Regions from separate parts of the Mus musculus genome. Here region 1 is linked to region 2. The links are chromatin contacts, called in public promoter capture Hi-C maps. All regions are on one chromosome and are shown on one strand. Each heading gives the region's core, a stretch centred on a gene start, on an enhancer-like site or on the middle of the called end of the contact. The rest is flanking DNA. Distances are from core to core; before and after follow the strand shown.

Region 1 (2,700 bases), core at 54-2,553, 410 kb after region 2:
AATCTATATGACACAGACTAATTACGGATCTAAAATGTCATGCTTTTTCAGAGTCAGAGTGAGGAAATTCTCTACAAGACAGAATCTCTGCTCTGTTCAATTAGCAGTTGCCTAGGGGTAACCAAAGTTAGTGCAAGCGCTGTATTTGGGCTCCGTTAAAGATGCAGGGAAACTTGAGTACTGCTAAGCAAAGGTAGATCTTTAGCCAATTTAAATCAGACTGACACCATTTTTTAAAGCCAAACATGAAAAATGCAACAATATAATTAAGTACCAGGAAGTTGAGGTTAACTCTAAACATTAAATAGCTGAATGGTAAGAAATTAAAATCATCTAAATTAGATTTCTCTTTAAAACCTTTGGGGGGGTGGTAAGTAGTAATTTGGAGTCACAGCCAAAAGTAGCTTTATGGCTGTAGTTGTAAAGTTAGCTATTTAATGATAGCTGGGCAAAGGTTAGTGTTAATGTGCAGTCTCTCAGCCCCAAGGTCACTACTTACTGCCAGGTTTCTGCCTATGGATCCAAATTGCCTACAAAACAGGTCACATTCGGAGCTTTGAAACATCTACTAAGAACACATCATTTGCCATCTCCAGCAGCTACTGTCTTCCATCTTCTGTGTCCTGATGGGGGTAAATACTGATTCTCAGAGAAATAAAGGCCAAGTGGAGAGAGAGACGCGTGTTAAGTGATGGTATGATTCTGTAAAGAATTACACACCAAAATATTTTCAGAAATTCAGGGGCTGACAGGATGGTCAGTGTATCTAAGTGTTTGCCACCAAGCCTGACGGCCTGAGCTTAATCCCGGAGACCCACATGCTCACAAAATCTGACCTCTGACTTCTCCCTGTATGCTGTGGCACATGTGCACATGAGATATATATACATGATATAAACGTAATTAAAAGTCTAAGCCGGGCAGTGGTGGTGCACGCCTTTAATCCCAGCACTTGGGAGGCAGAGGCAGGTGGATTTCTGAGTTCGAGGCCAGCCTGGTCTACAGAGTGAGTTCCAGGATAGCCAGGACTATACAGAGAAACCCTGTCTCAAAAAACAAAACAAACAAACAACCCCCCCCAAAAAAGTTAAGCTGCCTGTGAGGGCACACACCTGTAATCTTAACACTGGGACAACGGAAGCTGGAGAAGGAGTAGAGCTCAAGGTTAGTCTCAGCTAGACAGAAAGTTTCAGGTCGCACTGAGAAGCAAGCAAGAACCTTGACTGCTTTTGCCAAGCACATCAGAGGCAGAGGCAGAGGCAGCCTTGCCAGTTGAGGCATTGACTGAGCCAGCTGGAGCAGTGCCACAAAGCTCACCCTGGTGGTGTGGGTGAGGGAGAGCTGGTGAGCTGACCAACACGGCTGCCACCCAGGCCCAGATTCAGGGCTTTGAGTTGGCCCACCCTAGGAACTACTGGAGCATGTGAAGGGGTCAGCCTTGCAGATCCAAAGCTGCAGGATCTCCATGACACAGTCAACAGGGTACCCGAGAGGAGCCATAGTGAGGATAGAGTATCCATAGAATAGCAGAAGACAGAGGTCTTGAACCAGACCAATGACTCACTGCAGTGAGCATTTGCAAGTAAAGATGTGTGGACAGAAGGGTTTACCGTAGGATATACTATGACTCACTGCAGCTTCTGCAATGAGGTGGTTGTTGTTGTTTTTTTCTTGGGAAAGGGGAGGTTGCAAGGATAGATGGTAGATACAAAGAGACAGGGAGATGAGTGGGACTGGGGTTGCATGGTGTGAAATTCACAAAGAATAAAAAGTTTCTTTTTAAAAAGGCAGACAGAAGCCAAAACTATTTGAACCCTGCTTTTGTGCAGACTCTCAGCATACTGCCATTCAGTCCCAGTGTGCAGGTGCAGCTAAGGTTCTGAGGGACTGTACTGTCAGAGTAGGGGTCCAGTCAGATGTCTCCTTTGCAGCTCCCATGTCCTTTACTGTAACTCTGCCACCAGTGGGAGGTGGAAAGGCAGGTGACACAGGCTGTCTGTGGTAAACCTTTCTATAAAGACATGTCCTGGCCATGAGGTCAGAGTCAAAGATGGAAGAGTAAGCCAGAAGACGTATCAATACATGTTCAACACACATGAAGCTACCGTCTGTGTTCTGTCGTGTTTCACATGCCATCAAATAATAGTCTCCTAAAGGTCCATAAGCCAGAGGGGCTGAGAAGAGTGTGTGTGTGAGATGTTGTCTCAGAATCTGGGCTCTTTTCCATGTCGGTAAAAGTTGTGCATCCAAAAGCCCAAAGCCACCGTGAGACCCCTGGCCATCCCCGCAGGCCATGTTTGTGCCCTGTCTTGAACCTAGTGTTGGCCTCTCCCTCCCTCTTAGCTTCCCAGTGTGGATTTAGCTTTCATGCAGAGCAGCTGGTGAGACTGAAATGTTTCCTGGTGATATTCTCGGATATTCTCGGGGAGCTCGGTGGTGGGCTACTGTGGGGATGCTTCTGCCTTGCATGGGTCAAAGCTGATAGCCCCTCCACTGTGAAATTTCTTTCTCTTTGTGTCCTGTTCTGGAGCACTGTTGGTGGCTCTCCAGCCAATTGTTCTTTCTGAGAAATTGTCTTAAAAGCCATTGAGTTCTCAAAGTACTTTTAAGCTGATGTCTGTAATGTCTGGAGCGTAGTATGTCTGAATGTTTGCCGTGTTCTAAACTAAAGCTAGTGGTTATTTTAGCACCACTGCCTAG
Region 2 (2,700 bases), core at 201-2,700:
AGAAGCTCTGCTTTAATTGACCAGTGGCATGCCTGGACATGGGGACTTTGAAAAGCTTCCCAGGTGATCTGAAGATCCAATCAAGATTGGTCACAGCAACCAGGAAAAGAAGCATAATGTTACAAGCCTGAGGCAGGAGGATGATCAGGAGTTCCAGGGCAGCTCGGTCTGTATAATGAGATTCTGTTGCCAAATAAAGGTGACCATAGCTTCTCAGAACTGTAAAAGAGGCCTCATCTTGTACCATGTTTTTTTTTTTTTTTTTTAAGTGAGTATTGGTGGTCTTCTTGGATCTATTTAATCTGCACCATACACGGAGGCCAGAAGAAAGTGTTGGATCCTCTAGAACTGGAGTTAGAGATGGAGTTACAGAGCTGTGAGCTTCCATGTGAGCGCTGGGAATTGGAGCCTGCTTTTCTGGGAGAGCAGCAGTTGTTTTTAACCACTGAGCCATTTCCAGCCCCTTGGTGATTTGTAAGATTTATTTTTCTTAGTATTGGGGTGGGGGGAGCATTGCTTGCTTGCTTCCTCCCTTCCTTTTTAAAGACAGGGTTTCTCTGGGTAACCCTGACTGTCCTGGAACTCACTCTGTAGACCAGGCTGGCCTTGAACCCAGAGATCTCCCTGCCTCTGTCTCCCAGGCATGCTCCACCACTGCCAGGCTGACCTTGTATGATAGTCTTAACCACTGAGGCCTTTCTTTACAATCTCACTAGGAACTGGAGATGTAGCATTGGGGTTAGACCACCCAACCTCAGAAGAAGCTGTGTCACCCCTAAAATGACGGCACTGTTCCTTGACAGACGAGGCTCAGGCCGAGACTACAAATGGAAGTGCTATAGAAGAGGAAAGTCCGGAGCTGGGCCAGACTCAATCAGTAAGGTGCTTGTCTTGTAAGTGGAAGGACCTGAGTGTCACCCCAGAACCCATGTGAGGAATCATGCTGACAAACTAACTTCTGCACTGAAGGGGCTGAGTTGGGAGACCCCCCGGGGCTCACTGGCCAGCCAACCTAACCTACTTGCGCGAGCGCGCACACACACACACACACACACACACACACACACACACACACACACACACACACAAACAAACAAACAAACATACTTGGGCAAATGAATTCATTCATAGTACAGGGGTATATTCTTCCTAAGGAATTGGCTGGAAGACAAAAAAGGCACACATATACATGTGTACACATGCACACATACACAGGCACATACGTATGCACAGGTATGTACACACATACATAGAAACATATCGCATACATTTGACCGTTGTTTAATTACCTCTTCAGGGTAACAATATGCAAAGCCTTGTAAATTTCATTAGTCACAGGGGTTTATTCAAACTGTCTCCTTTGCATAAGAAACCCAGGCTTACAGCTGGTCTCTGGGAAAGAAAGCCCTCCAGGCCTTGAAAAGAGAGCTTGCCCTGTCCAAAACTCTCTCTGAAACACAGTGGAGGTCAGCGGCCCGTGATGCATGAGGCCAGGCTGCAATGTCTCTAACCAGCATCTGCGATTCAATCCCACCGTTTCCTTTATGCAACAATTCACCGAATTCCACGTTGTTCTTTTTTCTAATTCACCATATAATTCACCTCCCAAGTTCAATTAAGAAGCAATCTGTTAGCAACTTTGGGAGCAAGCTGCTTTCCTTTGCGAAAGCCCAATTTTCTTCCGCTCCCAACAAAAAGTGCCTTAATTACATGCATCAGAATAGACACTGGTGTACACACAACGCCCTTTCATCTCACCATAATTAATGAAATATCAACGGTACACATCTGAGATATCCAGGCAGAAGGAGATAGGCTCCTTCAAACCCCAAGGGGACCTTGTTTCATAAATCAATATTGCCCATTTGAATAATAGTGACTATGAATATTCATTAATATGGAAATGCATAAACAAAACTTTAATTATTCCTTCTATTTTTCATTCTTAAAGCATAACATTACTGGATCCTTCATTTTATTGTAAACACAATAGCTACTGTTCTTTACTGCAGATTGTATTAGGGTGCCCTTATAGATAATTATAGCAGAAAATGGCTTTGAGTCAATCAAAGAAGAAGAAGAAAAAACCCCAAGCGCAAGATCCTACAAACCAGTTTACCAGCAGCCCATTCACTTCAGAAAATCTCGGTTGAGCACCTGCCCTGGACAGCAAACCGACGCAGGCTCCTGCCCACGTAGCCTGCCTTCATGGTGTCTGAGTTCTAATGGATTAGCATAAATAATAAGCTCATTTTTTCAGGGAGGAATTAAGCACTTTGAAAAAAAAACTGTAACTGAATTTTGTGTAAGACGGTGCGTGGCTGTGAGCTGGAACTTAAGACAGGGAGACACCTGTGTGCCAAGAGTAACAAAGAAACCCACACTTCAAGTCACGCTCCCAAGAAACACAGAGAAATCTGTGGCTGGAGTTGGGGCTCAACTAAAACCTGCCAGGCATAACACAGAGAGGGATTGTCCAGGGACACCTCACCACCTTGCCTAATGGTCCATTTAACACATAGCAAAGACGTGTTCCCATTTTATATAAGAGAGAACCGAGATTTGTAATCCGTGAACCAGGCAGTTAGTAGTGGGATTTGCATTCCTATCCCGAGGTTGGTCCATCAGAGTCCAGAAGCCACACTGTACTCCACGCCTCTGCCCCTCTCCTGTATAGGTGTGTCTAAGCCACCACGCCCA

Evidence for each region. Promoter capture Hi-C pulls out the DNA fragments that hold promoters and counts their contacts.
Region 1: a contact with region 2 is called in a promoter capture Hi-C map of neural stem cells. The contact joins two enhancer-like sites. A contact is called at or near these places in 7 of 39 promoter capture datasets (the 3T3-L1 cell line, embryonic stem cells, liver and 3 more), 1 of 115 datasets of contacts at active chromatin or transcription factors (pancreatic cancer cells) and 1 of 9 other capture datasets (embryonic stem cells).

What each region holds. Positions count from the first base shown.
Region 1 is chr19:41,578,173-41,580,872 of GRCm38.p6, forward strand. All of the region lies in intron 7 of Lcor (ligand dependent nuclear receptor corepressor), which reads left to right. Among named protein-coding and RNA genes, the nearest start is that of Mir8091, 9.1 kb to the right of the region's middle. Within about 2 kb of position 1,304, at least 18 of the 459 cell types and tissues checked have an H3K27ac peak or open chromatin away from gene starts, as enhancers often do. A contact at or near this core is called in neural stem cells, where this site is marked.
Region 2 is chr19:41,163,146-41,165,845 of GRCm38.p6, forward strand. The region is part of intron 2 of Tll2 (tolloid-like 2); the gene reads right to left. Among named protein-coding and RNA genes, the nearest start is that of Tll2, 42 kb to the right of the region's middle. Within about 2 kb of position 1,451, at least 10 of the 459 cell types and tissues checked have an H3K27ac peak or open chromatin away from gene starts, as enhancers often do. A contact at or near this core is called in neural stem cells, where this site is marked.